2 separate regions of the Mus musculus genome follow, and region 1 is linked to region 2. A link is a contact called in public HiChIP or PLAC-seq data. All regions are on one chromosome and are shown on one strand. The core of a region is the stretch at or near the end of the contact, and the rest is flanking DNA. Distances in the headings are between cores, read along the strand shown.

Region 1 (4,458 bases), core at 1,186-3,685, 140 kb after region 2:
ATTATATTTCAAAAATATTTTTAAAAGGGTTTGCACAAGTCATACATGGGGAGAAGAAAGCATTTTGAAGCATTAAAAACTGTAATTATAGTATTGTTTTAAGAAGTAGTGCTTTAAAAAGAGTCTCAACCAGAATACAGTTGGTGGAGTAAATTTTTATAATATTTCCTATTAAACATTCTAAATTTTTATTATTGTCCTTGAATTAGAATTCAAAATAGTTTAAGCACAGCCTCATGGGAAGGCTCTGCCTAGCAATGAAGCCGTGTTTTCCCAGCATGAGTTCAGAGAAGGCTGGAGAAATTTTTAGCTAAAAGGTGTGCTATATGACAGATTTTCTCAAATAGCTGTGCTATGAAAGCAAAGTCTAGGAATTCTACAAAAGGGCAGAAGAAATATAGTATGCACTTCAAATCTTCCCTTTATTTTTACTTCCCTGATTTCTTATACATTTGACACATGTAATACTTATTTTTGTTGCCACAAAACATCTCAATAAACGTTGGACGTAAAGTTGTATAAAAACCTAATTTTAAACCCAGACACTATTGCAAATGCCAACAAGAGCTTGCTGACAGAAGCCTGATAAAGCTGTCTCCTGAGAGGCTCTGCCAGTGCCTGACAAATACAGAAGTGGATGGTTATAGCCATCCATTGGACAGAGCACAGGGTCCCCAATGTAGGAACTAGAGAAAGGACCCAAGGAGCTGAAGGGGTTTGCAGCCCCATAGGAGGAAACAATATGAACTAACCAGTACCCCCAGAGCTCCCTAGGACTAAACCACCAACCAAAGAAAACACATGGTGGGACTCGTGGCTCTAGTTGCATATGTAGCAGAAGATGGTCTAGTTGGTCATCATTGAGGGAGGGGCCCTTGGTCCTGTGAAGGTTCTATGCCCCAGTATAGGGGAAATGCCTGGGCCAGGAAGCTGGAGTGGGTGGGTTGGGGAGCAGGGGGAAGGTGAGAGGGGCTAGGGGATTTTCGGAGGGGAAACTAGGAAAGGGGATAACATTTGAAATGTAAATAAAGAAAATATATAATAAAAATAAAGATAAAAATAAAAATCTACTTTTGTGGACATGAACATTTTCATTTCAACCCAAGATGTTTAAGTATGGTTCTAAATGTACATTTTGGTTCATATATACTAGTGTCCAAATATTTGAAATACTGTAGTAATACATAACTTCAGCTATGTAATCTAATGCAAAAAAAGGTCATCTTTAGTACTTCAGTGAGTCTAGTAATGACGCCATTTAATAAAACATGCCATTTAAGTAAGTGTTCCTGACATCTGGTGTTAATCAAAAGAATTTTATGTTTTACAGTTGACATTTAAGAAAAAACCCCATGACTCTAGTTATAGTTATACTACTGTTCATCCCAGACCATAGATGGTATAGGCCATATTTGGAAGGCTTCCTTTTTTTTTGCTTGGTTGGTTGACACAAAGAAACGAGTTGCTTTGTGCATATGTTGTATATAGGATTTAGGCCAGTTCCTAGGAACGAATAAACAAAGAAAGAAACATTAAATAACAACACAGTTTCTTAATAACAAAAGTGGTCACAGTGTTTTCCTGGATTAAGTTTAGGGAATAGAATAGTCTACAGAGTGAGTTCCAGGACAGCCAGGGCTACACAGAGAAACCCTGTCTCCAACCCCCCCCCCACCCCCCACCCCCACACACACACAAAGAAAAAGAATTCATTCTAAAACGACAATCCTAGGAATTCTGCATCTGGGCAAACAGTTGAAGTGAGACTTCCAGGGCGTGGAACCCCATGAGGCCCTAAGAATGTCTATCTTGTGTGAAACTGTATTGTTGCTAGGCAGGTGTGAGCCATTCCTTATCCAAGGCAGGACTGACAGCGGCAGCTTGAGAGTGATACTCTATCAGCCCTGGGCCCAGAACCTGTGGGCGCCCTTTTAGTCTCTCCAGGCCTTTCCAACCAGGAGCTGAGTTGTTCTGCCTGTCTTGCAAATTATCCTGTGTTGAGTATCTTCTTCCATACATTATGTTACATTAGTTGTTCCTCAACTCTCATTTACCTCAACCTACAATGCCTATTTACTCTTCTGGAAATGTATTTATCTGGAACACCAATATAAATTCAATTATATATTAGATTTGTTTTTTTTTTTTAAGTAGAGTTTGTTAGACCATTTGAAAAACAATGGCCAGGTGTGCAAGAGCATTTGGCAGGTGTTAGCAACAGGAGGCAGCACACTATGAGACTACCAGAGAGTCAGACTGTGATCTTTAAATGTAAAGTAGGGGTGTAAATTAGCTCATATGTCAAATGCTGACCGCTTTATTTAGCTTAGAATTCTTTACAGATAACACAAAACTGCTGCGCTGAAGACCGGGATGAGGGAAGGCTGGGATGAGGGAAGGCTGGGGCAGAGGAGTGTATGCAGGCAGTTTCCCTATCTGTGCTTTTGTGGTGCTTGACTGTATTGTTTCATACTTACAAAGGGCTTTAAACGCTTCTCTCCGCCAGTGGATGTGAATTCTGGGAATACTGACTTGTCTGTTTCCTTAGGGTATTAACAGATTAGCAGAGGGCCCATGACCCCAAATCTGAAATTCTACAAGATCTAAAACTGCTGGAGAGATGGCTCACTAGTTAAGAGCACTGGCTGCTTTTGAGGAGGACCAAAGTTCGATTCCCAGCACCCACACGGTGGCTCACAACTGCCTGTAATACCAGTTCCAGGGTATCCGACGCCCTCTTCTGGCCTCCATGAGTAAGTACTTCTTCATGCATGCCCTGTACAGATGGCGTAGGTTTCAGCCATGGTCCTGAACTGTGCTGTGTGAACACAGAAAACAAAAAAAGGAGCTTCCTGCTTACTCGGAAGCAGTTTGCTACTTTGGACCAGAGATATAAGAACTTAATTTGAAAAAAACTTGCTTTGAGCCCAGGGCCAGTGGAAGACAGAAGGGAAGATTCACTACTGTCCATAAAGCAAGAATTTGGCACACTGACTACACACACAGAAGCCAATTAGAGTGAAAGAGCTCGCACAAAAACACGGACGCGGAGGACAGACTGGACTTTCAGCTGTAGCCTTCTCCAAAAGTGTCACTAGAGGAGAAAGCCTTGCCAACAATTTTTACTGAGGTCAAACAGTACTAGGAGACTGGGAGAAGTAGCGAGAAATCTTGGAGCTGTTCTGTGAGGCAAGAGTTGCCGGTGGGGAAGATCTGGGCAGGGTTGGGTGCCCTGGTACTTTCTGTACACTAAGTAAGGCACGGTGAAGAAAAGAGGGAGGTGATGGATGATCAGGTCTTAAGACAACGGCTTGTGATTCCCTGGGCATTTGCTATGACACTTTGACCTCTGCAATGAGGATTTTAACCCAGCTTGTCAGTCACATTTTATTCATGGCCTCTTTTGGCAATGTTTGGGCTAATTTAGAATGGCTTTTACATTTTCAAATAAGTTTTTTTTTAAAAAAAAAGAAAACTATTATGTGATCGAAGAAAATCAGAGAACATCTAATATCTTTTTAAACATTTTATTATGTTGTTATTTAGTGTGTGTTTTAAAAACATCATATTACTTTTTTGTTAGTGTGTGTATTTCTCTGGGTGTTTATGCTTGTTTTGTAGTGTGTGTGTGTGTGTGTTTATGTGCGCATTTACACCACAATAAACATGTGGAAGTGAGGAGACTCTGTGTAAGTTGGTTCTTTCCTTCAACCTTATGGGTCCTGAGGGTCAAACTCAGGTCACCAGGCTTTGTGCCAACAGCCTGTCAGCTTCCACATCATGGAGAGAAGTCTATTAGAATACAGTTGCCATAAGTTGTTTGTGATTGTGGGTGGTTCCTATGGTACAACAGATCTCCTACGTCTGTCACAACAAAAACCACAGACTAGAGTGGCTTAGACAACAGCCATCTACATGCTGGGGCTTCCTAAGATGCACTCTACAAGCTTAATAGCAAATGGGGTGTGTAAGGAGAAAAGATTAGAGAGTGAGTCTGATATACGACCCAGAATAAAGCATAAAGAGAAAAGAGTTGAGTATAAAATCCAAGTGACTTATATACGCAATTGAAGTCTCCAAGAGTGAAGCACTAAGCAAGGATCCCAGGCAGATCTAAACACAACGAGGCTGATGAGACTCTGATGTGTACACTAAGGAAAACCAAGTGTAAAGAGATGAGAGCAGCCACTGCATCCAAGGGAACAAAGATAAAATTAAAGTAAGCCAATGGTCTCCAAGCCTTGGGAGAAGCAAGGGAAGCTAGCAGCCAAGGTGATTCTCTGTGGTCAAGTACGTGGAGATCAGGCACATCCTTTTAGCTTCATACCCATAAAGTCCCTAGTTTTCCATTTCAATCTTCCTATGCATCACCTTTGATAGCTGCTGTATTTCTTCTATCTGTCATGATCTGCGGCTTGTGTTATGGTGGTTCTCCATAAATCCTATTTGTCCTATTCT
Region 2 (4,527 bases), core at 247-2,746:
TAACTTCAGGCCATGATCTTGGATCATTGTCCCATCTTGTTAAGATCTTTTCAGTCTCCTCCAGCACAGCCAATATGTTAACTCCCCTTCTCGGAAAGCAGCAGTCCCTTCGTAGGTGGGCCCATCCCTCAACCCCCTTTGTTCTGTTTAAAAACACTTCTGTTCCTGGTGGGCTAGTTTACAAGATACATGAGGACAAGAATCTTCTCTGTCTTATTTAATACAGGGCCTCGAATGGAGTTTGAGTTCAATAGGTTTGCAGTAAGTAAAATAATAGAAGATTAAGGAGGTGTGATCATGGGTGTGGTGGTGAACGGTTTCAATCTGAGCACTGGGGAGGGGGGGCAGAGGTGGGTGGAGGAGTGGGTACAGACAGGTGAATATCTATGTTTTTTAGCTAGCCTTGTCTACATAGCTAATTCCAGGTTAGTCCAGCCTAATGAGATCCTGGAGAGAGTAGATGCGGAGAAATGGGAGCAGGGAAGCAAGGAGAGGAAAGAGGACGGGAAGAAAACATTGCAGATAAGAGCAAGAGCGAAGGCATGGTTGTAATCTGGGACGCTGCAGATGTCAGTCACTAATTTCAAGGAGCCTCAAATCTGCATTTGCAAAATAGAACTCCAACCTCACAGGACTGTTCTGTGAGTTGAAAGAGAGGCTGTATACACACACAGCTAGTGGCCAGAAGGTAGGAGGGTTGATTGAGAGTTTGCCTAGGGGTCCATCTCACTCCATAACCATGGCTAACACTGTGGAGGAGGAGGAGAAGAAAGAGGAGGTGAAAGAGGAGGAGATGGAGGAGGAAGAAAGAGGAAGAGGAAGAGGTGGAGGTGGAAGAGGAAGAGGAGGAAGAGAAGGAGAAAGAGGAGGGGCAGGAGGAGGAAGAAAGAGGAAGAGGAAGAGGTGGAGGTGGAAGAGGAGGAGGAGGAAGAGAAGGAGAAAGAGGAGGGGGAGGAGGAGAGAGGAGGGGAAAATGTGGTCTTTGAGTCAGCATGCTGTGCTACCTGGACCTCAGGCACCCCACCGCGTCCCTCTCTCCAAATGAATCACTCCATCAAAGGGGAAGGTTTGCTAGAGCTTCTGGCCAGGTTAAGATGATTGTCCACCAGAAGACCATGCACACTTGGTACAGTTATAAAAGCTGTGTAGCCACCAATCTGCAGAGCATTTGGTCTCACTTACTTTTGTGCCTCAAGAGAGGAAGTGCACAGGACACTGTTCTGTTGTCACCTCCCATAAGTGGCTGGTGGGCTCTTACAGGTGGATGCACATGTTGCATTTCCAGACACGTCTCTTCTTAGTAAAAGCAAACTCTACCGGTGTAACTGGCTGCCTGTGTAAAGTGCAGACACTTCATGCTAGAGTTATTCCTTCCTTTGATGGTGAGCTACAGTGAATCTTTATGTTCTATGGGAATTTGAAAGCCCCTCCCCCACTCCCGCTGAACCTCCAATTAGCTTGTCAGCAACATTGCTGCTCAAACACAGGGCACTCAACCCTGAACTCAGTTTCAAAAACAGACATCAACAAGTAAAGTAAAATCAATAAAATGCCTTCCCTTTCAAAACAGACGAGAAAAAACAAAATAAAGCAAAACAAAACCCTACATCGAAAACTTTTGATATAGCTTTAAAAAAAAATCAAAACAAGGAGTGGGTGGGTGAGAGTTCTCAGCAGTTTCAGGCATAGGCCTGTCAACCCTGAAGACTTGAGTTCGATCCCTGGGTCCCACTTAAGGTGAAGAGATGTCTCCAAGTTGTCCTTTGACTTCCATATTTAGTAGCTTACTCCCACACATAAAAGAAATGAATAAAGGTCAAATTATTTTAATTTTAAATAAGTTAAAAGTCAAAATAAGGAACTTTAGCTAGAGACACACTGACTATGATATTCTTGTTTTTTGGTGTTTTCTGTATCATAATGGCAACTGGTGGTAGAAAAGGAAGCCCTGTCACCTTTTAATCCTGTTTCTTCTGCTTAAATAACACAATTTACTCAAGATTTTGAATAGTTTTGATGGCTCTGGAAACTGTCTTCCTGCCCCACCCCCGCCCCCTTTTAATTCTCTGCCTTTAATCCTGCATGCCTCTGGCCACGCCCCTCATGACAAGGAGTCTTTGGGAACAGGGTGAGGTCCCTAGGGCCTCTAGAGGCTGTCCTGGAAGCCAAGATAGCAGCATGCTAGACATTCCATCTGGACTCAAACAGCTGCACAGCAGGCTTCAATCATTTGTTTTAACCACAAGGAGTGTCTGAGAAGGTCCCTCACTCGTGGCTGAATTTAGAGCCCTCCTTTCTGCACAGTGCCAAGAGACTTTATAAATCCCAACAGCCCAGATCTCTGCCCGCCAGGCTGCCAGCTTGTTCTATGGGGGTGTTGGTGAGGTATGGAGGGAGAGTGTACCTCAGTGGGCCCATGCCAAGGCATCCCTTCCCCATGAGGGAACAGCCACAAGACTATATAGTATAGAATAGAGTTTATTCAGGACATGAGGAGGGGAGTTAAGATAGCAGTAGTGGCAGAGAAAGGCAGAGAGAGAGAGAGAGAGAGAGTAGAGAAGTAGAGGCCGGCCATAGCCATGAGCATGTGGAGAGAGGGGGAAGGGAAGGGAATGGGGAAGGGGGAGCAAGAGCAGGAGAGAAGCAAGAGATCAAGAGAGGGCAGAGGGGGCAAGTAGCACCTTTTAGAGTGGGTCAGGCCTACCTGGCTGTTGCCAGGTAACTGTGGGGGTGGCACTTTGAACACTAACAGTACTGAAGTGTGGGAGGAAAAACCACTGCCCTCAGTACCAGGAGTTTTACACTAGCAGGTGTGTGCTTGATTTGAGTTACAGAAAGTTAAAACTGGTTCCCAACCAGCCAAAGACCAAATCAGTAGAGCACTCTTTAGGTGTTCCTTGCCTTCCCCAACATCAAACCATTCCTTGAGATTTGCGCTGAAAGAACTCTTTTCAATAAAACTGAACTCCCCAAAGGTCACACAACACTTTTACGGTCCTGTTGGTGCCAGGGGCTGGACAGTAGGCTGTAAAGGACAGAAATGTGTTTCCTTTGCCCCAGGGAGCTGTCTGCCTTACAATGAGTAAGCTGCCAACCCAGCCAAGGAAGTTTCCTTAAGCAAGGACATGACATCCAGGATGTGCTGACCCAGCCCTTACTTATTTATGCCTTTTAACCAGTTGAGGGCCGAGAGAAAGATCAGTGTCAGACAAGCCTTCCATGAACCAGACCTCAGTCAGTGTCCTGTGGTATGGCTAAGGTCTGAAGAGAACATCCCTTCACATCTGGAGAACTCTGCAGCTGTTGCCTGTCTAATGCTCCTCAAGGTCCTGCCTAATGGATGCATGCCTTTGGTGGCCTTCTGGAGGTGTCTAAGGACCAACCTTACTGAAATCCCTCGTTGTCATTGGTGCTCCCTTGCTGTCAATCATGGCCCCATGCTGTTATACTCACTATTCTTGCCCCATTATCTTTATGGTACCTGGAATAGATCTTAATGTACAAACCATTTTCTGAAAAATTTACTAAGCAAATGAACAGTGCAAACATGGTGGCAGGGGCTGTAGGGGGGGGGGTGGCGGTGTGTGTGAATGATACTGAGAGCTTTTCATTCAAGGGAAATGTCATCATCTCAGAGATCCAAAGGAACTTAGGTGAAGGGTTAAATGAGGTCACTTCAAAGATGTTGAACATTTTTTTTTTTTGGTCACTTTGTGATGGCATCTGGCTCCAGCTGCAGGGTTGATGGGCAAGAGAAACCTTGTGAAGGGTGGGGCCGGGGCAGAAAATAGTTGGGCTGCCTGCTTGGCCTCTGTGCTCCCTGGTGTCCCTGGTCTAACTCTGACATTCCAACACAGAGGACCAATTCTGCATATGCATGTCAGAGGTTCCTTTGCTTTGTAGGATAATCATTAAAACCTGGAATTAAGTTTGCAAACAGAACCAGCATGAAGACAATGTATGGACTATATATAGGCTGAGTGTGGATAAGGCCAAAGCTTCCTTCCAAGTCCATTGAGCAGTGGGCCAAGGAAATGAGCATTCCAACAGGCTTGCCAGAGTCCCTGCGGGGATGGCCTACTCCCTCTGTATACGCTGCCATGACTACCAATCTGTAAAATATGTCGTCAGTGGTATGCTGGAATGTACATATGAAATTATTTCTGCCATGCATAGGATTGTCAGCTATTTTACTGTCCAGGGGAACTCTCAGGTAAGATGGACCAGTTGTTCGTGTGTGTGTGTGTGTGTGTGTGTGTGTGTGTGTGTGGTGGTGGTGGTGGTGGTGGTCTAGGTTTGGCAGGTTTGGCAGGTTTGGGACTGTAAAGTTGACCAAGATTATCAACACAGCACAAGGTCTTGTCAATTTACAGTAAAGGCAGATTTGGATATATGAGGAAGCCAAAAGAGAATGAGGACATGTGACTTTTTGTGATGTCATTACCTTTATTATATTATTTTATATTATATTATTTATTATATCCTGTCATTGCCCAGGATTAGTTTTTATTTTATTTTATTTTATTT

The links. HiChIP or PLAC-seq counts read pairs in DNA pulled down with a chosen protein or histone mark.
Region 1: a contact with region 2 is called in an H3K27ac HiChIP or PLAC-seq map of extraembryonic endoderm stem cells. The contact joins two enhancer-like sites. A contact is called at or near these places in 1 of 15 datasets of contacts at CTCF or cohesin (the NIH/3T3 cell line), 10 of 484 Hi-C or Micro-C datasets (the 3T3-L1 cell line, the AML12 cell line, the HL-1 cell line and 4 more), 1 of 115 datasets of contacts at active chromatin or transcription factors (extraembryonic endoderm stem cells) and 1 of 9 other capture datasets (embryonic stem cells).

The regions. Positions count from the first base shown.
Region 1 is chr5:151,296,731-151,301,188 of GRCm38.p6, forward strand. It overlaps a transcript of Stard13 not described here. Among named protein-coding and RNA genes, the nearest start is that of 5430435K18Rik, 46 kb to the left of the region's middle. Within about 2 kb of position 2,436, at least 13 of the 459 cell types and tissues checked have an H3K27ac peak or open chromatin away from gene starts, as enhancers often do. A contact at or near this core is called in extraembryonic endoderm stem cells, where this site is marked.
Region 2 is chr5:151,152,730-151,157,256 of GRCm38.p6, forward strand. The region is part of intron 1 of Stard13 (StAR-related lipid transfer (START) domain containing 13); the gene reads right to left. Among named protein-coding and RNA genes, the nearest start is that of Stard13, 35 kb to the right of the region's middle. Within about 2 kb of position 1,497, at least 65 of the 459 cell types and tissues checked have an H3K27ac peak or open chromatin away from gene starts, as enhancers often do. A contact at or near this core is called in extraembryonic endoderm stem cells, where this site is marked.